Linked DNA regions of Mus musculus: all the other regions are linked to region 6. A link is a contact called in public ChIA-PET, HiChIP or PLAC-seq and promoter capture Hi-C data. All regions are on one chromosome and are shown on one strand. The core of a region is the stretch at or near the end of the contact, and the rest is flanking DNA. Distances in the headings are between cores, read along the strand shown. Region 1 overlaps Pitpna (phosphatidylinositol transfer protein, alpha). Region 2 overlaps Doc2b (double C2, beta). Region 3 holds the start of Myo1c (myosin IC). Region 4 holds the start of Slc43a2 (solute carrier family 43, member 2). Region 5 overlaps Timm22 (translocase of inner mitochondrial membrane 22). Region 6 holds the start of Rflnb (refilin B). Region 7 holds the start of Ywhae (tyrosine 3-monooxygenase/tryptophan 5-monooxygenase activation protein, epsilon polypeptide).

Region 1 (3,760 bases), core at 346-2,845, 410 kb before region 6:
TTCTCCCACACTCCACACCAGCATTTTCAAGAACTACCGTAGCTGGGCATGGTGGTCAGCTTCGTATACAGAGTGAGCTGGTGCAGGCCAGCCAGGGTTGCATAGAAACACCCTGTTTCACAGCGACAAAAAGAACTGGCATGAAATGCCCTCTCATGAAAACTTTGCCATTTCCTCCTCCTCACCTCCCTTTCCTCTTCGCCCATCCTCTCTTCCAACCCCATCCCCACTATTCTCAGGATTACAAGGCAGAGGAAGACCCAGCAAAATTTAAATCTGTCAAAACAGGACGCGGACCTTTGGGCCCGAATTGGAAGGTACAAGTCACACCCTTGCCACCAGGGGGCAGGCACATTGTGGGTGGGCCTCTCCTCTTGGAGGAGGGTGTGCATGGGGTTCGGACCACCTGAGATCTTTTACTTACCAACCTGCTTCTGGGTGTTTTTCTACTGCAGCAAGAACTTGTCAATCAGAAAGACTGCCCATATATGTGTGCATACAAACTGGTTACTGTCAAGTTCAAGTGGTGGGGCTTGCAGAACAAAGTGGAAAACTTTATACATAAGGTAAGTTTGCAGGATGAGGCCTTTCCATGTGTCTGTGTTCTGAGACCAGTTGGTCCCAGTAACTGACCTGTTCCTCGGTCACTAGCACTGGAGTCTTGGGTTTGCTCGCTAGGCTCTCCCTTGCACATACTGTTCTACATTTTAATTCTGTCCCTCTACGGGCAGCACATGTGACAAGGAAAGAAACGGAGGTGAAAGAAGAAAACAGGAAAGGCTCTGCTATGCTTGAACTACACAGAAAACAAGTTTTCCTTTTTAATCCAGAAGGCAAGAGGCACTGTGAGCCAAACTCCCAAGTGTCCCAGGGTACAGAACTGGACAGACTTAAGCGTCTTAATTCTCACATGTGTTAGAATCACACTTTTGGGCCACATTTTATACCTGCTGGCTAGTCATAACCCACCCGGCATTAGGTACCAGAGACTGTAGAGAATTTGGCCAGATCTCATGAGCAGCCTGTTTTGGTAGTATTTGGGACAAAGGGCTCACCTGTAAGGTGGATGGCCATCCTTACTGGAACACTAACCTGCCAGAAACAGTTTGGCAAAGGTCACTGACCTGGGTGTGATCCAGATAAGGCAGCGAGGCATCACTCTTCCCCTCCACCCAGTAAACTGTGAATCCTGGGGAGGAATGCAGAGGGGCCTTTCCTCTCCGCTCTCTGACTGGTTTCCCTTCTCCTCATAGCAAGAGAAGCGTCTGTTTACAAACTTTCACAGGCAGCTGTTCTGTTGGCTCGATAAATGGGTTGATCTGACTATGGATGACATTCGGAGGATGGAAGAAGAGACGAAGAGACAGCTGGATGAGGTGAGCCGGATGCCAGGGGACTCATAAGTGTGTGACTGTCAAGGAGACTGGGACTTGGACACATCTAAAGGCCATCAGCCAGTTGTTCTAAGAACAAGCCTGGCTCTGTTGTGGATAAGGTTACTGCCAGGCAGTATGGGAACTATAAGGAGAACAGTCTGTGCTCGGGAATACAGTGTGGCTGAGGTCTTGGCACAGGCACAGAGACAAATATGGTAGTCTGCACCTGATGCCAAGTGAGTAATTCGCCCGCTGCAGTGACTCTTCAGTCAGCGTGGGGGATGGTGCTAGGCCTTGGAACTTGAGGTGACCGTGGAGCCAGGCAGGTTCAGCTGATCTACCAATACACTGGAGTGGACAGCCACAGCACAGCCACACACAGGCATTGCTCTGTGTGGTTGTTGTTCCAAACTATTTTGCAGGTGAGAGGATTTCTTTGTTTTTGGTTTTTATTTTTGTTTAGGTATTTTGGTTTTGAGCTTGGCATTGATCCCAGGAGGAGAGCAGTTTGCTTTCTGAGAGCCTAAAGACCCAGATCCTTGTTTACTTAAGGAATAAATAAAGTCTTCCCCCAGAAGTCCATTTAGGAGGCTGCTCAGTGAAAACCAGCAGGCACCCTCTTTGCTCTTGCTTGTGCGCTGTCTCACAGTGTAAGAGGCATCTTCAGCTGAGGCAGGTGAGGCTCAGCACGGCTCTACTGCAGCCTGCAGGTGACAGTCAGTCTTAAGAGCCCAGTGCTGCCGGGCGTGGTGGCGTACGCCTTTGATCCCAGCACTTGGGAGGCAGAGGCAGGCAGATTTCTGATTTTGAGGCCAGCCTGGTCTACCGAGTGAGTTCCAGGCCAGCCAGGGCTGCAGAGAAACCCTGTCTCGATAAAACAAAAACAAACAAACAAAAAAGAGCCCAGTGCTGTCTGGCTTAGGGCCACAGCTCTTGATCTACATGCCCATGGGGGTCCTGCCCTCCTAAGCAGGAAGCTCTCATCTTTTTAAGGTATGCCTGAATGCCCATTAGAGGACATGCTTTCCAGCTGAGGGCCTGCCTCCAGTGCTGCTGTGCCCACCACACAGATGTTCCATACTTCAGTGCTAGGTTAGGGCAGAACCTGGGCCCAGAGCCCTTCTTCCTCCAGAGCCTCCCAGGGAAGTTTCTACCTTCTGGGAAGACATTCCTCCCAGGCTGACTCACTGGGAAGTGGTGTGCAAGTTAGTTCCTGCTGAAGGCGGATGTTTTAGTTATTCATTCAGCTACCTAAAACTGAAGGGCAAGTGGCAGGATTTGGAGCACAGCCCCTGATTCTTTCGGAAGAATCCTCAGGAAGTTGTAGACCTAAGTCACATTGCTAATTCTGTTTGCATGAGAAAGAGGCTTGAATCCTCAGGTCTTAATAGTCCTACTCTCCCCTGCTCCCTGCAGAAGTTAGCAGATGGAGTATTGTAATCAGGGTTTGACAGGGACTCTCAAGTCACTCTCTGCCTAGTAGTGCCCAGCATAAAGTAATTGGGTTTCCTGGAAGCATTACAGTTCTTTGTCTGTTCTCTGGAGCTGTTAGCATGGGTAAGAAAGGTTCCTGGTTTAAGCACAGCACCAATAAATAAAATAAAATAAGTAAGTAGATAAATAAGTAGATTAATAAATAAAGTGGTTCCCAGCACTCAGGAGGCAGAGGCAGGCGGATTTCTGAGTTCGAGGCCAGCCTGGTCTACAGAATGAGTTCCAGGACAGCCAGGGTTATACAGAGAAACCCTGTCTCAAAAATAAATAAATAAATAAATAAATAAATAAATAAATAAATGAATGAATGAATAAATAAATAAATAAAGTGGTGCTGTAGTTCTGGGGAAAAGTATCCAAACAATCATAGGACTCTGCCTTCCTCATGGTCCAAACTTGGTAGTCCTTAGAGTCAGGGCTTTGCTTGGAACGTGTGCCCACTCCTGCATGAAATGACACTCCAGTATGTAAAGCGTTGTGCAGTAGTTTAGACAGACACTCACTATTCACCAGGGAAGGGTGGATACAAGGGACCTCTTTGGAATTAGAATTTTAAAACTAACTTGTAATGGAAGAGAAAGAACCAAACCCATGTCATTGTAGAATATGTTTTAACCTCTAGCAACTGCTCAGGCCCTCATGCGCTAATGTGAGCCCTGGCTTGTTTTTCTCTCTTGTCTAAAAATATAGTCGATGGGCTGGGATATGGCTTGGTGGTAAAGCACTTAAGTGTCTAGCAGGCACAAGACCGAGTTTCTTAATACCATGCATACAAAGCTTTAAAAAGTTTTTACTGTTGTTTTTAAAAAAGACAGGGTGTGTCGTCTAGTCTAACCTCAAAGTCTTTATGTAGCCAAGGGTCACCTTGAGTTTTCAGTCCCCCTGCCTTT
Region 2 (3,963 bases), core at 706-3,205, 260 kb before region 6:
GTGCAACAGGTATGTAAGCAAGTGTTCCTCCCTGAAGAATCTGATCCCTTCGGACTGAAGTTACAGGCAGTTGTGAGCTGCCATGTAGTTAAACAGAAGTCAGGTCTTGTGTAAGAACAATAGTTCTCTAAACTGCAACACATCTCCACCCAGTGCTTCATGAGCATATCCAAGTAAATTTGATACTGAAAAAACAAAACAACAACAAAAAAAACCCAACCTGTCTAGAGCTTCAGGAAGTACGGATCAAGAGTCGAAGGCCCGCCTGTAACCATGAGGTCATGGAGAAATCTGCTAAAGTCAAGAGGGGGCTTTTCAGAGTTTTAGAGCTGCTAAAAGCAGGAAAGGCTGTGAAGGTGATTAGCCCTTGCAAGGACAGTTGGTACTCCATTGCAAGGAGTCCCTGTCCCCTGAAGTGTGGGCTGATTTAGTAGCATCCCCAGAACATTTGGGTTCAGTAAAAAATAAATTTACATTTGAAATATTTTATGTGCCCTGGTGTTTTGTCAGTACTCGGCTTTCATTCCTTGCCCATCCCACTTAGCCACACTGGGCTCCTTGAGGTTCTTGACCATACCAAGCCTGCCCCTGTTCCAAGAGGCCACATCTGTTCCCTCCACCTAGAACATAACCTCAAGTATTCCATCCCAGTGCCCTCTCTGGCCTCCTCTAACTCATGTCTGTCCGTGGAGAAATCTGCCCCAGGTCAGCACTAATCCTGTACAAGCATTTTAACTCATTATTTTAACATTTTATTGTGTGTATAAGTGAGGGACAGGGAGGGAAATAGAGGGAGGTTGAGATACTGAGCGTGCAAGCTGGTTCAATTGTGTGGAGGTCAGAGGATAACTTTACACCTTAAAGCTTGATACAGGGACGATCTTATTTTTGGGTGTTTATTCTAGGTTAGTTGGCAGGAAGGCTCTGGGCAACTCCCCAATCCCCACTTCCCATATGGTCCCTGGGATTGCTGGGATTATTAATGTCACATCACATCCTGATTTGGGTGTGTGTGGGTGTGTGTTTGAAATGGTTTGCGTAGCCTTGGCTGTTCAACTTGTAGACCAGGCTGGTTTCAAACTCAGATCTGCCTGTCTCTTGAGTGCTGGAACTTATGGCCTTGGCCTCCACCACCTGCATATCCTGAATTTTTTGTTTGTTGGCTGTCCTGGAACTGGGTATGTAGACCAGGCTGGCCTCGGTCTGCCTCTGTCTCCCAAGTGCTGGGATTATAAAGGTGTGGGCCACACCAGAAAGTCTTGCCTTTTTGTCTTCCAGGGATCACGCTTAATCCTGAGGCTTGTGTGGCAGGTGCATCTGATCAGCCTCACATATTCAAACTTCTGAGCCTGTTTTTCCATAAGTAACCTAGGAGCCTGTTTCAAATGGAGAGTTGTAAATGAGAGGCAGGAGGATCATCACAAGTTGGATGCTAGACTGGTTTACAAATGCATTTCAAAAAACAAAAGTAAACGCCACATATAAGCCCCAGTTGTCTTTCGCTTGTTCCCCCCAGATCTTCCAAGGAGTTTCCCAAGCTAGTGCGACCTCAGTACGACGTTCTCATTTACTTTGATTATATATCGTTATAAATATTAACAAATAAGACTTAAAAAGGACACCTTTGGGAAGGTCAGACAAGATTACAAAAATTGTTTCGTGGCGCTGCAGTTTGAGGATGTATTCTGCAGTCGTCACGTGGCAGCAAAACTGTAAGCAGTGCACGAGTCCGTGTCGAGGACAGCCAGAGTCCATGCATCGGGAGATTCACTTGGCTGGAGAAGGACGGAGGGCAGGACGCTTGGCCCGAGCTCGGCGGGCGGGCGGGCGGGCGGGCGGGCCACGGAGGTGCAGTTCCTCATTTTTGCCACTAGAGGTCAGGAGGTCACTGACTCTGGGTTGGAAGACGGGACTGTTCAGGGATTGGCTAACGGTGGTGGAGGGCGGGGCAGAGACCAGGACGCGAGGTGGATGATGGGCATCAAGAGAGGCCCTGGTTACTGACAGTACTTTGGAATGACCTTTGTTTTTGGTATCAAATTTCCTCTTTGCAACGCTGATGAGCCAGAAGGAAGATACTCGTTTGGAATGAAAGACTGAACTGATTCTGAAACTTCTCAAAGGACCTTTTCCCTTTAGTAGAGATGTAATGTACTGGGGATTTAGAAACGTTCCAGGATCCGGGAAAGTTCCATCACTTTTTAGTGGCCATCACTTTTTAGGTGGCTAGAAGCCCTGCTTCCCACCCTGCCTGTCCCTGGGATTGGCAAGGATCATCATTGAGTCCCAAACCCACTTACTGCCTGGTGCAACAGGGATCCAGGTTTCTTGTCCACCTGAGCCACCTGTTCTTTTGATGAGCTTCAGTCACCTCAGGTATAATAAACATTTAGGTATAATAAACATTTCTGTATCGTCGGGGGGTTTCTAAACTCCTCTCTGAACAAAGCACCCCAAAAGGCAAAATCTGAGTTACTCAGAGCTCAACCAGGTGCACTTAAATATCTGCTCCTGTTTCTAGCTGTATGGGGAAAACATCAGGCCGGTCCCCCAAGTTCCTTGACCTCAGGCTGGGGGTGGGACAGCTGAGTTCCAGGGCTTGGCTGTAGCCTTTGGCAAATCCTAAATGGCACAAATGATTTCAAAGCCAGCTAGAGGGTGAGGTGGCTGACAATAACAAGACTTCTCTGTAAGAGACCTCACTAAGCCCCATTAACTCCGGAGAGAGGGACCTGAGAGTCCTTGTCCTCAGATAGTCAAAAGGCTTGGAGTTTTTGCTTCAGCCCTTCACACCGTGGTGGCCCTGGAAGTTTATCAACAACTCTGGAGCCATCTCATTTATAAAATGGGTTGACCATGCCTCCCACCACACAGGATGGTGAAGATTCAATAAGAAGGCGTTTGCCAATTCAGTAACAGGCGACACCTTTTAAAGAGGGAAACCCAGTCTCTTACAAGCAACAGGTGGCTTGGTGCTGTGGAGAGCTAGAGACCTATTTTCCCTGCCAACTAGGGAAGGCTGGTGAGCACTGTGGATTGGAATCATGTTCTGGGACCCCGAGTTCTTATTTCAGCTGTAGGAGGGTTCTAGGCTTAGGGCAGGACCCCAGTGTCTTATCACTCAGTGATGGATTGAGGAAAATGGGGCTCTGAGATGATGGTGGAACTCCTTGGTTCCCTGTTCCCCCTGTGCTCCTGAATCCCAGTTGGCAGGAGGCAGTTGGGAGCTTCAAGACTGACCAGTGTCCTACCCTTTCCTAGAAACTGAGGCCAGAGTTCTCAGCTCCTGAGGGCAGAACCCCCATCCCTCCACCTTCCCCCAAACAAGGCTTTCTATTTTCCACTGCTGGTCCTGACTGTCTTGATAGGGCCAGGATGCCATAGGTAGCCGTGAAGGACCTAACACCAGCTTGAGCTGAGGGGATGAAGAAGGGAGGGACAGGTGGGCAGGAGGGATGCTTGCTTCTTTCCACATTAGTAGGATCCCTTTCTCATTCCCCTGAAGCTGACTGGGAATTTACGCTGAGAACAGGAGCAGTGTGCATTGAGACCCCTTGGGAGCAAGATCAAATGGGAGAGCTTGGGTTTGAACATTGTTTCCCAAGTGCTTGTACACATCCCTAAGCCTAGCTCCTGCCTAAAAGCCCAATGCTGCCCTAGCGCAACCCTAGGCCCCCATGGCTCCCTGTCCCCTGGTACCCTCTTTCAGGCCTCCTCTTTTCTGTATTTGGTTTTCTCCTAGCTTTCAAGCCACAGCTGGGTTTTCAAGACTGTGCTGAGCCCTGACTCTCATGGGATGCCTTCCTTGCCCTCCACCCTTCAGCAGTCAGCAGTACCCACAGCCCCTGCAGACAACTGGCTGGTTCTGGTATGCTGCACCCCTTTGTAGCAATATGTGCACCCAGATGCCCTGCTAGAGTGGGAATCCCCGTCCCAGAGGCTCACGGAGTCTATCTGCCCATC
Region 3 (3,505 bases), core at 824-3,323, 370 kb before region 6:
ATGGCGGTGTCCCTCACACCCTTGGTTCCTCACTTCACTTCCCCTCTCTGGACTCACGCTCCTGTCCAGAGAGGTGGAGCAGGCTAGAAGTAGATGCCGGGACTGTGGCTGGCCTCAGGCCCGGAGGGCGGCGGCTACACGCCCTCCTTCCGATGCGGGGCGGTGGCTGCGGGGGCGCCAGCGGGCATCCTAGGAATGCGGCTGCGCCGCTCGGGATGGGTGAAGTCCGTCGGACCCCTCCACGCGCGGATTCCCCTCATTCCAGCCGCTTGACGCGGCGGGGCGGGACGGGGCGGGGCAGGGCGGGCACTGCGGCCTCGAAGCCCCTCCCCTTTCAGTGCGCTCCTCCCACCAAGACTCCTCTGGCTGGAGAGGGAGCTCAATGAGGCCGCGGTAGGGGGAGGGGAGCGAGCCCATGCTAGTGCTGGGGACTCCAAGCTCTCCCACCTCAGGTCTTCTAATGCTCTGGGGTGGACTGAAGGTCGTATCCTCTCTATGCTTTTAAACCTGGGGGCATCGTAAAGGGCGCTCCCCTTTGCCCTGTCTTTCACCCATCTTCCACCTGCAGCACCCATTCCCCTGGCCCGCTCCAAAGGGCTTCGTTCCCCAGCTGGCGCCGCACACCACCCCCACCCCCGGGTTGTGGCTCGAGCTGTTGTTCACGAAGTAATGAACCATCCTTCCCCTTGAGGCCGCAAGGCAGCACCTGTCGCAGACTCACCTCCTCCCCAGGGAGTCCCCGTCCAAGGGGTGGGGCGCTTTGGTGCTTTGGGTTCTTACTCCCCCTATCCTCCCTAGACCAAGTGTATACCCTCGGTATATGCTTCAGGTTCCTTACAAAGGGCGAGGAATAGATAAGGCACTTGAGAACCCTTTGCAAATGGTAGATATAGGGGCGGACGCTTTCTTCACTAGACAAGAAGATTGGACTCTCCCCCAAGTCCCTCAGTGCGTGTAGAATGAAAGAGGAAGAGGGTAGTAGTGGTGTTGATGGCTTGGTCAGTGCTTCATTTCAGGCAACCCAACAATTCTGGCAAGTATCAGCCAATCGGCCTCTTAAGGCACTTACTCATGATCATCATCCTGCTAGTAAGCAAAGGCCAGGCTGGTTTTGTTGTTGTTGTTTTGTTTTACCGTAGACATCCATATGCCACAAGAGGTGGCAACTGACCCAAAGTCCACTCCACTCCTCTCACACACTCTTCTCGGGCCTAAAAAGGGCTGATGTCGTCAGAGAACCAGCGAGGGTGCTGGACAGACAAGGAAGACAGCTGATGGCCTGTGTTCAGGGAAGAGCGGAGATCCAGAGGGAAGAGAAAGAAGGGAAGAGAGGAGAGGAGCCCATGGGGCAGGGCACTGAGTCCGGAGGATATTCAGGCTGGAACATAAGGTTATTGGCTGCACACGTAGGAAAGTCAGAAGGGTGCTGCCTACTCGGCAAACAGGCTTCTTTAGGGGTCATGCTGGGTCAAAAAGGGCACCCTGCTCTGACCCTAGGATTTGTTTCTTAGCTAGGGAAGAGATCTTTCAAGAGATGTTTCTCTTCTGGCTCTCTTGGCACAAGTTTGTAATCTTAGTACTCAGGAGGCTGAGGCAGGAGGCATCTTGAGTTCCAGGCCAGATTGGGCTCCGTAAAGAGACCCTGTCTCAAACAATTTCTTTTCTAAGGATTTAAAGAATGGAGCCAGTCCTTTGGGAGTGTGTATGGGGGTGGACAGTGTCCCGTACAGAGGCTCCGCCTGTCCCGGGGCGCCGGCCGTATTTGGACATTTCGTTCTATTTTTAACTTTCCCGGGACTCGAGGTTGGGGGTGGGGAGAGAAATCCTGCTTCCCCGGTGACCCACGGGCTTCAGCCCTCGTCTCGCGCGGGGTGTCCAGCCCCGTGCTGTAGACACGAGCCCGGAAGTGAGTTCCGGAGCTGTGTAGACGCGGCGGCCGCGCGGGTTCCGGGCCCCACCCTGGAACTAACGACGTTCCTCCTGGAAAACCTGACTCAGGCGGAGCCCGCGGCACGCAGGAGGCCCCGCCCCTCGCGCGCCCCCTCTTAGGTCCCGAACCCCCTCCCACCCAGCCCGGCCAGGCCGGCTGCAGTGGGTCCTAGGGTCGGGACTCCGAGCCCCCTGAGCCAAGGGGCCTGCAAGGGGCGGTGCAGGGGGCGGGCTGGCCCCTCCCTCGGTTACGCCGCGGCCGAGTACAGACCAAGAGGCGCGGGCAGCGGAGCGGGGCGCCGGGTCCGGCAGGATGCGCTACCGGGCATCGGTGAGCATGGGCGCGGGCAGGTTTGGGGTCCAGGGTATCTCTCGGTGGCCCGCGGCGCTCCAGGGCCGGCCTTGAAGCGGGCGCGGCCCAGGAATTTCGGTGGAAGATGTCCCTGAAAGTTGCTAGAACAGGAGGCCGAGGCGGAGAGGGCTGCAGAACGCTCGAACCCAGGACCATGTGGTCGCCCCTGGTGATGGCTAAGACCCCTCCCACTTGAGGACCAGGGGGCGTTGGCTGCGGTGGTGTTTGGCAGCAGCTTCGGGCTGGGTGGGTCAGGGGTGGGCAGGTCTGAGGGAGACAGGCCCTGGACTTGAGGGGTGACGGAGAAGCAGAGAACTGAGCAACTAGGGCTAGAAACCAGGGTCAGGGGAGACTTGGTGACCTCCCTGGAATTTACAGCGGCTCCCAGTACCTTCCTCTTCCTTGACACCCCCCTACCCCAGCATTTTCTAGATCTGCAGGCCCTCTTTGAAAGGAAAGCTCTGCTTAAGACGCGGCTTGAGGGTCTAGCTAAGCCTGTACCTGCCCCACCCTTGGGTGGCAGCTGGGTTTCCCCTGGGAGAACCCTCCACCTCCTGAGGCTTCTCAACGGTGGAGGAGCTGCGGGAGGAGGGGGGGCGGGGGGGGAAGCCTAGCAGCTGGAGAGGAGGGAGTGGCTCCAGTTGAGGGAGGGCAGGCCACCCGCTTCTGGGGTGGGCATCAAGTCCAGCTGAGGTGGTGGCCCATGGGGAAACCCTCTCCTAGGACGTGAGCTCTGGCTTGATCCCTAAACAACTTCTACTTCTGGGAATTTGGGGTGGATGGGAGTTGGAGAGATGGCCCCTCCCTGTCTGCAGAATTCCCTCTGAACCGTTTGTCCTCCAAAGCACCTGTAACACGTAGCTGGGATTTGAGGTCACCTGAACTAACCCACTCCTGTTCTCTGAAGAGGAAGCAGTCCTGAGAAAGGAGGAGGTTTGTCCAAGGTCAACACCAGCATTCTTTCTGCCGTTCCTAGGAGCTCCTTGTCATGTCCCACCTTCCTCAACTCAAAATGCCGCTGCCCTGGATTCCATGCAGTCGTTCAGTGTCTGCTGGGCCCTTTGTGCTCCTATGGGCTGTGTGCATGGTCCATATGTCCCATAGGGTCTCTTATCTGCATTCCAGCATCCTGCAACCCAGCCATATGTCCGGAACATGTTCTGTAGCCTGTGTCCAAAGTGTCCCTGCCTTCTACATCCTGCAGGCAGGGTAGGAAACGAGACT
Region 4 (3,795 bases), core at 36-2,535, 500 kb before region 6:
TAGGTGCTCGGGATTGCTCACAGCATGAAGAAGGGTGGACGAGAAAGTGTGCCAGCCACATGAAAGAGTCGTTTGGGAAAGTGGGAGGGCAGGGCATGCCAAGGTGACCGGCCTGAACACTGACCGGTCTCTGAAGGCACCGAGAAAAGAGGGCGCGGGATGGGGATGGCGACAACTGGAGGACCAGGGGCTCTTAGTCCAAAATCCTGACTACAGACCCTTAAGGGACACCGATTAAAGACCAGGCAGGAGGCACCTGATTCCAGGCAAGGACCCGGTGAGTCGGGAGATCTAGCAGGGATGCGGTAATTATGCCACGACCTGGGTCGGGGTGTTCTGATACCCGTAGACAGCGCCTGGATAGGACAACGGGGGCTAGGCAGCGAGGAGCCCGGACACAAAGCCCAAGGAGCAGGCCGGGAAACAGCACAAAAGGGCGGTAATGGCCTGCGGAGTTGGAGCATCCGGCCCTGGTTCTCTCCGGGCGAGAACGGTGGTCTATACTGCGGGCCGAACCGCACGGTGCTTGGAGCCCAGCTCGCTGTGGACCAAGACTCCCTGAAACGCTGACCCATGAACTTGACAAGGAAGAGGGCAACGAGAAGGGCGTGGGGCGATGCCCGCGGCGGTCACCGGGTCGAGGGGCACTCCAGTTTAACTGGGTAGAGCTGGGCCTGCCCGAGCCGCCCCCCAGCCCCCCCATTCCTCTTGTTTGTCTCCAAGTCCGGCCGGAACCGGCTTCTGCTCGCCGGGGGGCGGGTGGGTAGCTGCTGATTGGCCGACGCCTGTTTCCAGCCCCACTCAGCCAATCAACGGGCGGCAGTGTTTTTCATCTTAGGATAGGAATAAAAGGGCTGGAAATAAAGGGGACAGAAAAGGCGCCGGGCGGGCCCGATACACACTGGTAGGAGCCGGGTGAGCTGGACTCCCAGGATCCGGGTCTCAGACGAGGGTGCGAGAACCTGAAGCCGCTCGCAGGCAGGGGTTGGAGGGAAGGTGCATACTTGTCAGAGGGACGACACCGGGAGGGAGACGTAACGAAAAAGGCCAGGAGGACAGAGGGACGGGATCCGCTTCTATGGAAACGGGCTAATCGCCGGGGTAACAGCCCGACACGGGGGTCGCGCGGTTGGCTCGCGCCGCCGGTTTGAACCGGCTTCGCCTCTCCCATGCGGGGTTCGCGTGGCGGTAGCGCCTAGCGACCTAAACACTAACCAATGGCGCGGCAGTTCCTGTGCGGTCCCGCCAATGAAAGCGCCGTGGGCGGGCCGTTTCGGGGCTCCCTGTGCTGATTTTGTGGTTGAAGGAACAAGCACTAAGGAAGGGTCTCGAGTGCGGGCGGGCGGGAGCCTGTCAGGGTCCCTGGGAGTGGCAGCTCTCAGGTGAGCCTCTGCTCAGGTGACCTTACTACGAGCTGCCTCCCTTTCCGGCCCCCAAAGTGGCTGTTCAGTCTTGCTTGGGATCAGGACCCGCTCCACGTCCTTGAGCATAATTAGCCCTTTTCCAGCTGCCATGCCTCAGTTTACCTCCGAGTGAACTAAGGGAGAAGCCTTTCCTCTTGGCCAGCGGGGCTCCACTGTGGCCTAAGGTAGCGTTACCAGGTAGCTGCGGGTACGGGGTGGCCCAGGTCCCTGACAGGGCTAGGGTTCTTTTCTTTTGCGGCGGGCACCTATAGCCTGGGCTGCAAGGGACTGACAGGCTGTGCGCCAGCGGCTACACGGGTTGGGTAGAGCCACCGCTGAAGCTGAGGTCTGCGCGCAGGTGTCTGCAGAACCGGAGCCCGACCACCGCCACACCGCACCATGGCGCCCACCCTGGCCACTGCCCATCGGCGCCGCTGGTGGATGGCCTGCACCGCTGTGTTGGAAAACCTCCTTTTCTCCGCAGTCCTCCTGGGCTGGGGTTCGCTGCTCATCATGCTCAAGTCCGAGGGCTTTTACTCCTACCTGTGTACGAAGCCAGGTGAGATGGGCGCCTCGGTCGGGGGCAGGTTTCTGGAGTGGGTCTTTGGGAGAGGGCGGTTGGTGGTGAAGATGTAAGCCAGCTATGCCTGCTTGCTGCACAGCGCCTCTAAGTGCCAAAAAGCCCATTTGATCCTCATCCAGCTCTCTGGGTGCGTATCATTATCATCGTCCCTGTTTGTGGATGGAGAAACTGAGGCTGGGACAAGTCTTCCATTTGCCCAAGCTGTAGACTAATAGACTAATAGACTCCTGCGTGCAGTCAGGAACGTTGCTGGCCTTCTGGTCTTCCAGGGCCTGCAGCATTGCTTGCCTTGCAAAAAAAAAAAAAAAAAAAAAAACATGTGTAAGAAAGAGGAACTCTCATAGGCCGGGGTGCAGCAGGAGAGAGGAAGTGGCTTCGCCTCCACCCGAAGGAAGGTTCATCTAGACCTACATGTTTTTAAGTCAGGCCATTATGGAGTCCCCTTAAAGGCTTGCCAAGATAGAATTTCTTGTCTATTTTTGCTGCTTTATGATTCTCCAAAGGCCATTTCCTCTCCTGAACTGTGAGAACATCTCAGTGGCTTTCAAAACATCGTAGGGAGGAAGAGGAAGGGAGACAGTGGTAGAAGGATGCTTAGACTCTCCAGGACAGACTGCAGGCAGGCTGAGGCTGGCCCACACTACCCCCACCCTTCCTTCTGCCACTCCTGTCTTCATACCCTGGTTGCTGTAGGGTCATCAGTGGGGCCGAGTCAGCTGCCATCCTCTCCCCTTCTTAGGCATCCTTGGTAAGAACTGCTTCTTGCCTTTGTCTCTTGTCTCTGCCCCACCCCGTACCCAGGCTTGACTCTGTAGGTCACTGCTGGCATGTCTTTTTTATTTCTAGAGTCCTATTCATTTACTTTTTTACTTTAAATTTTTTCTTACATTTTTTTATTCATTTATGGGGGCCACAGAACTGGATGACTGACAGAGGACTGCTGTCGATGACAGAGGACTGCTGTCGATGACAGAGGACTGCTTTTGGTTGTTGACACTCTTTTTCCACTATGTGAATTTATGAGGTCAAACTCAGGTTGACAGACTTGGTGGCAAGAGGTTCCACGCCCTGAGTGTCATCTCTAAGAAGTGGGCTTGCTATTTATTTTATTTTATTTTCAAAATAGGGTTTCTCTGTGTAGCCCTGTCTGTCCTGGAACTCAACCCCTAGACCAAACTTGCTTCAAACTCAAGGATCTACCTGCCTCTGCCTCTTGAGTCCTGGGATCAAAGTGCACCATTATTGCTGGGCTCTCAAGAATTTTTTTTTCCCTGAGACAAGGTTTCTCTGTGTAGCCTTGGCTGTCCTGGAACTCACTCTGTAGACCAGGCTGGCCTCGAACTCAGAAATCTGCCTGTCTCTGCCTCCTAAATTCTAGGATCAAAGGTGTGCGCCACCACTGCCCGGCTCTAAAAATTTTTTTGTCTGTAAGGTTGTTTGGTCTTTTGTTCTTCACAAAGGATCTTGCTATGTAGCTGAGGCTAGCCTTTAATTTGTAATAATTCCATCTCATTCTCCTAAGTGGTGGGCTGACAAGCCTATACTGCCTCACCCAGCCTCTCATTCTTAGCAGGAAGGGAAAGCCTTGGACCTGCTCCCACTGCCTGGACCCGAGTCAGTTAGTCTTCACTTCCCTTCTCTGATCTGCCCAGAGGATCCTTAGTGTACAGAGCTTAGCAGGAGAGGAGAAAGGTGGGAGAAAGGGAGAGACCAAAGGCCACCTGGGAGAGGGCAGAAAGCCTATCATTTATAACCAACCTTTAGCCTTTAGCACTCAAAAATGTTTCCTAATAGCCTAAGGTTTCTTGG
Region 5 (3,610 bases), core at 745-3,244, 390 kb after region 6:
TTCAAGTGTAGCGCTGGCCTCACGCACTGGAGGCTCCTAGAAGCAGTATGTATTGCTGGGCGGCTCTCCATCACTCACAGCTTGACTTACCCAAAGCCAAGCCTCTCATGTGAGAGCCAGTGATTTGCTGTCATTAAAGCTGCACTAGCTCCTCACAGCCATGTTTGGTTGGCAGAGAGGCTTCTCTCTTGGTCTTTCACAGTGTAGTTTCATTGGGGCTCTGAGCTCAGCTCCCCTCAGGATTGCTTTGATCACCTTCCCAGGAATTTCCTCCATAAACAGATCAGGGTATAAGGCCATATGCTTTCATTTGATTCCAAGGACTACTTCCCTTAACCACTCTCCTGACTGAAGGGCTAGGTCCATGTGACTGGAAACAGTAACTGTTTGGAATGAGAAAAGCTAAGCAAATGTATAGTTAGATGAAGCACACTGGTTTGGGTGGCATATGTTGCTTCGTTGAGATCTTTTTTACGATTTATGTTTATTTCACGTGCATTAGTGTTTTGTCTGCATGTATATCTGTATGAGGTGCCAGATGTTCTGGCACTGGACCTACAGACAGCTGTAAACTGCCATGTGGGTGCTGGGTAGTGAACCCTGTGGTGCTTGGGAATAGTAGCCAGTGCTCTTAACTGCGTGAACCAGCTCTCCAGAACCACTTCATTGAAATCTTAACGAGGCAGCATAGTTCGGATGATTTAACATGCTTAAATTGGTTTCTATGCATCCGAGGTACAAACTTACAAGTGCAGTCCCAACCTAGCACCCATTACAGTGGTAACGCTGTTGTTTGCTTTGCAGCTGGAGTAAAGGCCGGGGCCATAGGTTGTGGAGGGTTTGCTGCTTTCTCTGCTGCAATCGATTATTACCTACGGTGAAAGAAACAGCCGGGAAGGAAAGAGGACGCCAGCCACCTTCAGAGCTGCTCTGTGGAGCAGTTTCTACACACTTGGACTGCTTCAGGGGTGAAGCCAAGTGCATCCCTCTACAGTTGATGGTGTGAAGGACACACCTCGCTGCTCGATCGCTCTCTGCAGCCATTGGAACAACCATACTTTTCCACTTGAATTCCAACCAGGTTTTTCAGGGGAGGTGGTATGGCAGAGTGTCTCCTTGCAGTAAACAGATCAGGAGGCAGTGTGTGGACTGTTACGCATTAAGCTTTGAACCAGGCTCAGTTCTGACCTGGCTCAGCTCCCCAGCTTTGAATAGGGAAGTGGCAGTGTTTGCCCATAGCCGGGAAGCTCTTCTTCCTTCTGTGTGCAAGTATCCATCATGAGTCCCAGGGCAGGGCAAAGTAAACTTATGCCATCGAGGCAATTATGTGATTTCAGTTAGTATCTTTGCTGTCCTTGTTAAAAAATATGGGGGTTGGGGATTTAGCTCAGTGGTAAAGTGCTTGCCTAGCAAGCCCAAGGCCCTGGGTTCGGTCCTCAGCTCCGGAAAAAGGAAAAAAAAAATATATGTATATGGGGGCTGTGAGAAGGCTCAGTAGTTAATACCAGAGGTCCCAGGTTTGGTTCCCAGCACCTACATTGTGGGTTACAACCATCTGTAACTCTAGTTCCAGAGATCTAAGGTTCTCTTCTGGCCTTTGAGGGCACCTGAGTGGTGCAGACATATACACATGCAGGCAAAAATACCCAATTTTATTTTTTTTAAAGCAGATGTACTATTATTAGGAGCTAGTTTTTCAGATTTCACACCTCTGACAAAAGATGCCAGCTGGCCCAAAGAGTGACAAATCCAATGGAAAGGCTAGGAAACCTCTAAGGAACTCTGGGAGCGTTGCTCTTAGCGTCTGTGGAAGCTGTATCTTTGTTACCACAGCCACTCCATCAGCAAGGCCTCTCCCTAGAAAGTTTAGCCATGTTCCTGGATGTATTGCAACATGCTGGTAACTCCTCTGCCTCCTCAAAGGCATTGGATTGGCTGATGGTCATGCCTACAGCTTACAAAACCCTTGGTCTTGGGCCCCAACCCAGGTGAAAGGTCCGTGAATGTCTTACTGTGGTCACCCTGCCAGCTGAGTCAGTCATACTGTAGCTACTGGCCCAGATCAGATGGCAGAGGCCTGTTCACCACCACTCCTGTTCTCCGCTAAGCTTTTCTTTGGCTTTTGGTGGTTTGTTTTTTGTTACTGTTATTCAACAGTTCAGCCTAATTATACCATGGCAGAGAACGAGCCTTTTATGTTTGGGCTGTGCCACTGAACTGTTTACTGTAGCGTGTGGGTGAAGGTGGAACTAATGGGCTCAGTCCTTACCTCCTGCTTCTGTGTAGGAGGCTCAGCCGAGGCTTGGAACTGGCTACCTTCAGCCAGCAGTCTTTTCCCCTGCTGTATAGCAACCCTTCTACCCTTGCTTTTCTTGCTTCCTCATCTTCACTCAACCTTAAGCAGAGTTCAAAGACTCAACTTCAACATTGGTCATCTGGGTGTGTATTTATATGTGAATAATGATATCAGATCCAGAGTAACACCTTTGCTGTCTTCTTAGGATGGGTGAGTGCACGGGGCTCGGGCTCTTTGCTGAATACTTTTCGTTCCTATGCCGAGGAAAGAATCCAAGTCAGGTACTCAATTAGTCAATCTCCCTGCTTCTAATCTGCAGTGAATTCTGTATGATGCCTGCCCTATTTCATAAGCACAGAGCTTCAGTCGTGCCTACCCCAGAGCTCTGGAAACAGGCTTAGGAGTGCTTCCTGTATTGTCTGTAAATCCTTCACCTAGGAACACTGATGCAAGGATGGACTCTACCTGGTACCTGTCAAAGTGCTCAGGTGCCTGAGGTCTTTTACCAGCTGCTCTTTCACATGAGCGCCAGTACAAGAAATGCTGCCATCACAGCTACCTTGGCACAGAGGGGCCTCAGCTGTCAGTAGCCATCAGTTGAACAAGCCAAGCCTTGTCCACGTGGACCATTCAATCAAAAGGAGATGAATAGCTTCCTGTTTTAGATGGCTGGGGGTCAGTATGAGCTCATAAACCAAACAGCAGTTTGCAGACACATCTGTTCCTGATCTCTAGAATAAACAGTGTCCAATGGCTTCAGCTGATTAAGTCCCACACAAACCCTATTGGGTCTCCTAAAGGAGTGTAGGCTCTTGGTGGTGGTTGGAAGGTGCAGGTCTCTGACAGGCAACTTCAACAGAAGTCTGCCATAAAAGACATGCTACTTTTGAGGAAAACATAAGTAGTGGAAGGCCAGTGGGCTACCTCTGTCATCTTTTCCAGGCATACTTGTGACCAGGCCCACAGTGAGTATCCCATGAAGTGAACGACTGCAGCAGTGACTTAGAAATGCATCCACAGAGAGGGGCAGCTTTCTCCCTCAACTGCCACAGTCTTCCAAAAGTCAGAAGGGAGGTGCAAGGTTAGAGATAAACAGGTTCCTGGAAACACATCTGGGTGCAGCTGGAAGGATTTAAATATTTAGATTGGTGGTCTTTCCTGGACTACTGAGAACACAAACAACCACACCATGGGGCTGAGTTTTGTGCAAATGTTGAGGCTTTGCAATTTTTTTATTAACATTTCCCTCTCACATGGTTTACATCAATTTATAATAATCTACATAAGTTTAAACAGAACAGAGACAAAAAAAAA
Region 6 (3,424 bases), core at 606-3,105:
ATGTAGAAGAGGCAGTCCCACCCCTAGGACAGAGAAGGAGGCAAGTGTTTCTAAGAGGTTGGCTCAGGGATCTTTACTGTGTTACCAGCAGAAGATGCAAAAGCCAAAAGCATGTTGGGGAGCTGGGGTACCATTCCAGGGCTAGGATGGAGTTTACTGAGACCAGTGGGGGAGGGGATATATAGTTCAAGCTAAAGGAAGTGGACAGAGGGTGTGCATGAGGTGAGGCCACAGAGCTCTCCTACAATTCCAAGACATCTTTCTTCTAGGTGTCCATACTGGTTTCTCCTGTCCTGCCTCCTTTGTATCCCCATCCCTGCTCCCCAGACAGACATTCCCTGGGTATCCAGGGGTGGGAGAGAGTCAGTGCGCTATTGGGTCAGCAGCAGTGATAAGATAGACCCACACAGAGACACTGAGCCTGGACACCAAGCCACAGGTTCTGGAAGAAGCCTGAGAAAGCTCCCCCAGGAGGCCACATAGTGAGGAAGGGCCACCAGGACTTGAATGGGAAAGGTGAGAGGGTCAAGGTTCATGTCAGGTGCAGGAATCCATGTCAGAGGCACCAGTGAGTGTCTGATCGGTGGTCAGAGCAGGAAAGATGAGAGAGACTGAAAGACCAAGCTGAAGCAAGTTTCACCTTGGAGTGGAAATAAAAGGTGCTGGTTTTTGCTGGGACAGGGTCAGTAGGTCAAGAAGGCCCCACACCAGCAAAGCTCCATTTTGGTCCTTAAGCATAACACTTGCCGCTGACCTCCCCATGGGAGGCACAGTCACAGCTCTCCTTCAGTCTTACTTTGAGCTTCTACTGTAGACAGGATGTGGCCTTTCTTGAGCTGTGCTCTGAATATCATCACCTGAACAGATCCCAAGACAAAACAGACTTGGGAGTTTTTCTTGCAAAGAGTTTAAAGGAAAAGAAGGAAAAGGATTAATACTTTCAAAGCCCTGGCCACCTGGAGGACGCTGATCTCATTAAGTGCAGAACACTGGCTGGGAAAAAAAGACCTACCAGACCCTGAAGACTCTTGTGTGTGACTAACCCCAAAGGCTGTGGTCCGCCTTGCGCCAGGAGCCCAGAGCACACCCCTCTCCCAGGTCCCGGCAGAGGGAGGCCGCTTTGGGAGCAAAGCCGCGGGGCGTGGGCCCCCCGGGTGGGGAGGGCCCGGGATCCCTGTCCGTGTCCCGGGAGCCCCACCCAGCCCGCCCCAGCAGGAATGTGGTCGAGCCGCAGCCTGGCAGCCTCGGGGGCCGCCACCTCGAAGGGAGGAGACCGCGGCTTGCCTCTCCCGGGGCTCCCGCGCCTCCCAGGCGATGACAATTTTCCAGCCACTGGCTCCAGCTGGCCAGGCTCTCTCGCTACGCTCCCGCCCCGGCTCCCGGCGATGGCCACGCCGTCTCGACGGGCGGGTGGCCGCACCGACTGCGAAAGCTGGAGACTCCCCGGGGAGGGCTGCGGGTGGGCCGGGACTGGGAGAAGTCCGCGCGGGAGGCAACTCACCGGGACTATAGGGGTCACCGCCGCATCGGGCTCCAGCGTCCCTGCGACCGGAGCGCGCTCCCCACCGCCGCCCGCCGTCGCTGCGAGCCCCCAGTGGCTGGGGCTAGGGCTTGGGGGCAGCCCCGAGTCCGGGCTGTCCAGGACGCCGTCGCCTTTTTTCTTCGTGTCCACGAGTTCAGGGACATCCTGCAGGCTCAGCCGGCCCACCATAGCTGCACGTGTGGCGGGACCGGGCACAGCCGCCGCGGTGTTGGAGTGCAAGAGAGGGCCGCACACGCGGGCCGGGGCCGCTGCCCTCCGGGCTGCCCTCCTTGCCCCGCCGCCGGCGCGTTGTCCGGGTGTCGCCAGCGGCCGCGCTCGTTCGAGGCCCCGCCCTCCGCCCCGCCCCGAGGGCTGGCCCAGCCGCGGTGACCGCCGAGAGGCCAAGCGCCAGGGGCCGCTGCGCTCCCGCCGCGCGCCGCCCAGCTCGTCCGAGCGCCGATCTTCCCGCGACGGGCCTCCCCTCCCACCTCCCCGGCATGCCGCGACTGGCAAAGCTGCGAGGCTTCGTCCGGCCCCGCACCCTGTCCCTATGGTCCACGGCGATCCTTGCTCCATGCACTGTCCCCCGGCCCCCGAGAGGTGCTAATATCTCTAGATCTGGCAGCCCAGAGCCAAGGAGTCCCAGTCTGCAGAGGCCGGGGGCGGGGGGGGGGGGGGGGGCGTGGGGAGAGAGGACGAGCAAACAACTGGAAATTATTAATACTTAATGCGCTTCGTATGGCTCCAGCGGCCTGTTGGCTCAGCAGGGCCTGCTCTGGCTCTCACGTCTGCCCCGGAGGAGAGAGGGCCTACTCCTCCGGACTCCCGGGGGCGTCGATCACTCCCTGGTCCCGGGCACAGCTGAACAGGCTGTGGCCAGTCCAGGCAGGGAAGTTCTGAGGGTGTCACAGGCTTGGATCTCCCAAAGAGACCAGCAAACAGAGCAGCTCTCTTAGGGAGTCAAGATTCCCCTTATGGAGGCCACAGTCTATTCACTCACAGGAACTTTCTCCCTCTGTCCTATCAGAGGGAATCTCTTCTACAAACAAAACAAAACCTAAACTCAACAGCAAACAGACTGTGGTCCTTCCTGATAGGTTTGACAGAGAAGCTCTTCTTCAGTGGGAAGTAATTGAGTTGGGGTGTGCCTAAAATCATTGTCTTTTCTTCTTTCCTTTCCTTTCCTTTCCTTTCCTTCCCCTTCCCCTTCCCCTTCCCCTTCCCCTTCCCCTTCCCCTTCCCCTTCCCCTTCCCCTTCCCCTTCCCCTTCCTTCCTTTCTTTCTTTCTTTCTTTCTTTCTTTCTTTCTTTCTTTCTTTCCTCTCATGGAGATGTCCCGGGGTCAACACCAAGTGCCACGTGCTCCACCAGAAGTCTTCCCTGGATCACCTTCGTGGTCCAATCCACATCTTTGCAAGAACAAAGAACATCTGTCCTGCTTGGGGCAGATTTGTTAAAATATATATATATATATATATATATATATATATATATATATATATATATGTTCAGAGTGACTAGATCTACCAGCAAAGTTCAGTCCTCCTTTCTCTCTACCCATCATTTTTGATACGGAGAGAGAAGGGCTTGCCTTTAATCATGTGATGGATAGAAGGCAGCTTGCTAGGAACAGAAAGCCAGGGTCATTCCTTCTACAGAGGATACATCCTGTAGGGGGCTGGACTGGGAGGTTGTTCATTCATTCAGGGGTGGTGGGAATAGGTTACAAAAATCTACAGTGTACAGTACTGGACAAGTGTCTAATGCAAGGACAATCTGAGGTGTCACACTTCCCTACCCCTGTTGACCTCAATATCTGTACACCTTGCAGAACTGGACCCCCACATCAGAGGAGAAACCTCTGTGCTTTCTGAGGGTGTGAAAAGTGGACTGGTCAGACTGG
Region 7 (3,562 bases), core at 1,000-3,499, 290 kb before region 6:
AAACTCAAGAGGTCCAACTGCTTTTCCTCCCAAGTGTGCCACTATCCCTGGCCTTCCTGTTTGCTTTAAAGACATAGTCTTATCCTTTTTCTGGGGCTGGCCTGGAACTGGAACTATGTAACCAAGGCTGGCCTCAAGCTTATGGCAATCCTCCTGCCTCAGCCTCTCAGTGCTGGGATTATAAGTGTGAGTTACCATATTCAGCTCTGTATTTCTTTTATGTTACTGGTACTGTTGCTCATTCCTTTGACAGGGTGGGAAGGTGGGAAGTCAAGTTTTATTTCACATGGCTGGTCAGCTACAAAGTCCTGTGGCCTCTCCGTGATGCTATTCTTGTCTGTCCTTTCCTCTCTGTCCAGAGGCTAGTATCGATTACTTTTGCTTATATTTTGTAATATGATAATTTACCATTCTTGTTCATTACTGCTATGCAATGTTTTCTTTCTCCTGTTGGCATATTTTTTGTCTATTTTACTGGGTTTTTATATCTCTACCTCCCCTTCCAACCCCCCCCCCCCCAACACTAGGTAGGAGAGAAAGAAGGGGAAAGGGAATATAGACCTCTAAAGGCTACTTCCTGCTCACTGGGGGCATCGGGGTCCTTGGGGCAAGTCTAATCTTTGTCGTCAGGGTATCTCTAACTTCTTGTCTCTTTGCTTATGGCCATTTGACAAACTGCAACAAAAGCAACCAGGAGCAGCAGCCTTCTTCTTTGGAGTGCCCCTGTTCCCCTCTGGGCTCTGGCATTTATTTATCTCCTCTCCAGAGTCTCCAGAAATCCAAACATAAACTATCCGCAGCTGGCAAGACCACAGCCCTGCTAGTGCACAAGGTAAATCCTAGTCACCTGCTTCGAAGCCGCCTCTTATCCCACGCCTGGGATTAAAACGCAAACACATTCACAGACCATAGCTGGGTTTTTGAAGAAACCAAAACTCTCACCACCAGCTCCTTTCTTTTTGTGTTTGTGTTTCGAGGTAGGGTATTTTTAGTCCAGGATGGCCTGGAACTTGTGGCAATCCTTGTCTCTGCTTCCACAGTGCTGGAATTACAGGCGTGAACCACCGCTTCAGTAAGTACGGAATACTTTTCTTAAGTACAATTATGACGATGTCACCTTCCACTCAGAATCATCAAAACAGCTTGCCCAGATAGGACTATAACTCAGTGGCAAAACACACGGTGGAAGCTGTGGGGGTCAGTCTCCAGCGTTTGGACAAAACAATTCCTGTCCGTTCACAGACTAAGATGCAAACCTCTGGGCGTGTGACCTCAGGCCTTGATCCCAACCTTTTGATTTCACACTCATTTTGAGGCCCTTTTTCTGCATGGCTCAGCAGCAAGCTGATATTGAGTATAAGATGTTGAAAATCCATAAGGAAGCAGACTAGGCGTGGCCATTGCAAGTGAAGCAATCCCCATGGAGGATTATTTATTTCTAACTCATCAATGTCAATTTGCCCTTACACACCTCAGGTGCACCTTGCACTCCAAGTGAGGCAAGCCACTATGTCTCCTTTTTCCCTCGAGTGAGGGTTTCCCTTAACTAGCTGAGATTGACCACTTTTTCTTTTTTCTTTCTTTCCTTTTTTTTTTTTTTGAGATGGGGGTTTCACAATGTAGCCCTGGCTGACCTGGAATTTGCTTTGTAGATGGGACTTGATCCAAACTCGATCCTTGCGCCTCTACCTCACTAGTGTTGGAATTAAACACACTCACCTATGCTTGAAGCAAAACCAGAGATTTTAAACAAAAGTCCTATCTACGATAGGCCAAAGAGATAAAATATGGCTGGAGGGGAGAAGAAAATGCTTAAAGTATGGAAGCAAGGGAGATGATGATGCGTGAAAACTCGAGCTTTCCCTTCTTGTCCTTGTCAATTCTTTAAATTGGATGAGAAAAATGTGCTAGAATGCACAGGGCCGGTTGATCTTCAACGAGGAAGGCCTGCCGTAGCAAGAACCCATCAAGCCTGTCGCTCTGTCCCCCACAGGCCAGCCCGCGGTCGCCCCGCACGGGCTTCTGGCTAACTCCCCTCCCGCAGTCTAGGCCGACCTCGCCTCCAGCCGCTCCAGGGGCCGTTCTCCGTCGCAGTCGCAGTTCCCGCCTCGCCACAGGGCCGCCCGCTGTGCCGACGGAGGAGGGGCGTCTGTCGCGCTGGTTCCAGCCTTTTCTGGCGCCGAACTCCGGGATCCGCCCCCCCCCCCCCCCGCGCCAGTTGCCAGGGAGCGGTTGCCATAGAGCTGAGCAGTTGTCCGCGTGCGCAGGCGGAAGTCCCGGATTGAGGCGCCGCCATTTTTCCTGCTCGGACGCGGAGCGAGAAGCTGAGAGAGTCGGAGACGCTATCCGCTTCCATCCGTCGCGCAGACCCTGCCGGAGCCGCTGCCGCAATGGATGATCGGGAGGATCTGGTGTACCAGGCGAAGCTGGCAGAGCAGGCCGAGCGATACGACGGTGAGTCGGGGGGGTGTCGGGGGGCTGGAAGTCTCGGACCCTCCGCCGCCGCCCACAGAGGCCGGGAACCGGAGACAAAATGGCGGAGCCGTCTCGGAGCCCGGCTTGGGACGTGGGTCGGGAAGCAGGCCGAGGCCTGCGGGCTCCCGGCGCGGTGGGAGTCCCCGGGCCTAGGGATTTGACCCCTCCGGTGTCCTTAGCTTGCAGGCGCTCGCCCGCCAGCAGGCCGGGGCGGAGGGTGGAGGAGTTGGTTGTAAAATGGCGGCTGGAGGGGGAGGGCGAGTCCCCGGGCGGGGGAGGGGGGAGGAGATGGCGGGTGCCGGCTCCCGGCGTGCGATCCCCACGGGAGCCCTCGGGAACCGCGGCGGGGTGTGGAGGAGGACACTTGGGTGGGGCGATGTGAGGAACGGTACCGGTCGCTCGGGAGAGGGCGGCATCGAGGAGCTGTAGCGCTAGGCGCCTTTCGGGGAAATATGGCGGGTGGGGGCGGTGGCTTTTCCCCTGAGGCCCAGTGTGGGGCGGCGGCCGTGGAGCCTCACAAAGGAGAAGCCTCTGGAACGGACGGCTTCTCGGGGCCGGCGGTGGAGAGGAGTCTTCTGGTGAGGGTGGAGTGTTTGGAAATCACTGCAGAGCCTCCCTCCTTGGGTGGAGGCGAGCTGAGATGCTGCGATTGGATTTCTTCCTTTGGGCCGACACACCTTGGAGTTGAGAGTTTGGGGGGCTTTTTAGCCTCGCCTTCTTCCGGGGAGGTGCAGAACCTCACTCCTACCCCGTTTGTTCTTACCCAGGATATCCTAAAGTTGCTGCGGGTTTTTTTTTTCCCCCTTCTGTCCCCATCCTTCATAGGCACGGAGTTCTGATGGCTAGAATACAGGAGACCAGGCTTGCCAGGATTCCTTAGTACGAATTTCCCTTTGCAGAGTCAGTGCCTCAGTTTACCCGTTTGTAAAATTGACGACTGTACTATTCACACTCGTCATTATGAAGTATGGAAAGACCTGCTGAGAAATGGTTAATTCAAATAATGTTTAGTAGCACTTTGGGTTGACAACCCAAGTTCGGGTGGAATGCATGCTCTTCCTTGGCTTGGGGAGCTTTACCTATTTTG

The links. Promoter capture Hi-C pulls out the DNA fragments that hold promoters and counts their contacts. ChIA-PET counts read pairs in DNA pulled down with a chosen protein or histone mark. HiChIP or PLAC-seq counts read pairs in DNA pulled down with a chosen protein or histone mark.
Region 1: a contact with region 6 is called in a FOXA1 HiChIP or PLAC-seq map of pancreatic cancer cells. The contact joins the enhancer-like site here to the promoter of Rflnb in region 6. A contact is called at or near these places in 3 of 39 promoter capture datasets (hippocampal neurons, liver and stem cell-derived epiblast-like cells) and 2 of 115 datasets of contacts at active chromatin or transcription factors (memory CD8 T cells and pancreatic cancer cells).
Region 2: a contact with region 6 is called in an H3K4me3 HiChIP or PLAC-seq map of the SCID.adh cell line, with 5 times the contacts expected there. The contact joins the enhancer-like site here to the promoter of Rflnb in region 6. A contact is called at or near these places in 23 of 39 promoter capture datasets (the 3T3-L1 cell line, 3T3-L1-derived adipocytes, the C10 cell line and 13 more), 3 of 15 datasets of contacts at CTCF or cohesin (the NIH/3T3 cell line, embryonic stem cells and pro-B cells), 7 of 484 Hi-C or Micro-C datasets (the 3T3-L1 cell line, the N1E-115 cell line, bone marrow-derived macrophages and 4 more), 18 of 115 datasets of contacts at active chromatin or transcription factors (the SCID.adh cell line, craniofacial prominence, differentiating embryonic stem cells and 12 more) and 4 of 9 other capture datasets (adipose tissue, embryonic stem cells, liver and 1 more).
Region 3: a contact with region 6 is called in a promoter capture Hi-C map of the SN4741 cell line, with 2.8 times the contacts expected there. The contact joins the promoter of Myo1c here to the promoter of Rflnb in region 6. A contact is called at or near these places in 1 of 39 promoter capture datasets (the SN4741 cell line), 2 of 115 datasets of contacts at active chromatin or transcription factors (extraembryonic endoderm stem cells and memory CD8 T cells) and 1 of 9 other capture datasets (adipose tissue).
Region 4: a FOXA1 HiChIP or PLAC-seq map of pancreatic cancer cells shows a contact between it and region 6. The contact joins the promoter of Slc43a2 here to the promoter of Rflnb in region 6. A contact is called at or near these places in 2 of 39 promoter capture datasets (liver and pre-B cells) and 2 of 115 datasets of contacts at active chromatin or transcription factors (memory CD8 T cells and pancreatic cancer cells).
Region 5: a contact with region 6 is called in a promoter capture Hi-C map of maxillary cranial neural crest, with 5 times the contacts expected there. The contact joins the enhancer-like site here to the promoter of Rflnb in region 6. A contact is called at or near these places in 15 of 39 promoter capture datasets (the 3T3-L1 cell line, the HPC-7 cell line, cranial neural crest and 7 more), 1 of 15 datasets of contacts at CTCF or cohesin (embryonic stem cells), 9 of 484 Hi-C or Micro-C datasets (CD8 T cells, the N1E-115 cell line, embryonic stem cells and 4 more), 13 of 115 datasets of contacts at active chromatin or transcription factors (the 230-238 cell line, the SCID.adh cell line, T-cell acute lymphoblastic leukemia and 9 more) and 4 of 9 other capture datasets (adipose tissue, embryonic stem cells, liver and 1 more).
Region 7: an RNA polymerase II ChIA-PET map of effector CD8 T cells shows a contact between it and region 6, with 50 read pairs. The contact joins the promoter of Ywhae here to the promoter of Rflnb in region 6. A contact is called at or near these places in 15 of 39 promoter capture datasets (the 3T3-L1 cell line, 3T3-L1-derived adipocytes, the C10 cell line and 10 more), 1 of 484 Hi-C or Micro-C datasets (embryonic stem cells), 9 of 115 datasets of contacts at active chromatin or transcription factors (bone marrow-derived macrophages, effector CD8 T cells, epiblast stem cells and 6 more) and 2 of 9 other capture datasets (adipose tissue and liver).

Annotation. Positions count from the first base shown.
Region 1 is chr11:75,619,001-75,622,760 of GRCm38.p6, forward strand. Pitpna (phosphatidylinositol transfer protein, alpha) reads left to right here. Exons shown (of 12, transcript NM_008850.2): 8 at 240-317; 9 at 456-566; 10 at 1,254-1,376. Among named protein-coding and RNA genes, the nearest start is that of Inpp5k, 10 kb to the right of the region's middle. Within about 2 kb of position 1,596, at least 96 of the 459 cell types and tissues checked have an H3K27ac peak or open chromatin away from gene starts, as enhancers often do. A contact at or near this core is called in hippocampal neurons, pancreatic cancer cells and stem cell-derived epiblast-like cells, where this site is marked.
Region 2 is chr11:75,767,541-75,771,503 of GRCm38.p6, forward strand. It overlaps Doc2b (double C2, beta), which reads right to left. Exons shown (of 9, transcript NM_007873.3): 9 at 730-3,963. Among named protein-coding and RNA genes, the nearest start is that of Gm12339, 26 kb to the right of the region's middle. Within about 2 kb of position 1,956, at least 128 of the 459 cell types and tissues checked have an H3K27ac peak or open chromatin away from gene starts, as enhancers often do. A contact at or near this core is called in the SCID.adh cell line, bone marrow-derived macrophages, craniofacial prominence and 4 more, where this site is marked.
Region 3 is chr11:75,653,942-75,657,446 of GRCm38.p6, forward strand. It overlaps Myo1c (myosin IC), which reads left to right and starts at 2,074. Exons shown (of 32, transcript NM_001080775.1): 1 at 2,074-2,260. The coding sequence starts at 2,243.
Region 4 is chr11:75,530,827-75,534,621 of GRCm38.p6, forward strand. Slc43a2 (solute carrier family 43, member 2) reads left to right here and starts at 1,286. Exons shown (of 14, transcript NM_001199283.1): 1 at 1,286-1,588; 2 at 1,762-1,962. The coding sequence starts at 1,803.
Region 5 is chr11:76,413,242-76,416,851 of GRCm38.p6, forward strand. Timm22 (translocase of inner mitochondrial membrane 22) reads left to right here. Exons shown (of 4, transcript NM_019818.5): 4 at 805-3,072. The coding sequence ends at 881. It overlaps Abr (active BCR-related gene), which reads right to left. Exons shown (of 23, transcript NM_198895.2): 23 at 3,491-3,610. Among named protein-coding and RNA genes, the nearest start is that of Timm22, 7.9 kb to the left of the region's middle. Within about 2 kb of position 1,995, at least 21 of the 459 cell types and tissues checked have an H3K27ac peak or open chromatin away from gene starts, as enhancers often do.
Region 6 is chr11:76,025,927-76,029,350 of GRCm38.p6, forward strand. Rflnb (refilin B) reads right to left here and starts at 1,856. Exons shown (of 3, transcript NM_029658.1): 1 at 1,502-1,856. The coding sequence starts at 1,711.
Region 7 is chr11:75,730,638-75,734,199 of GRCm38.p6, forward strand. It overlaps Ywhae (tyrosine 3-monooxygenase/tryptophan 5-monooxygenase activation protein, epsilon polypeptide), which reads left to right and starts at 2,250. Exons shown (of 6, transcript NM_009536.4): 1 at 2,250-2,454. The coding sequence starts at 2,391.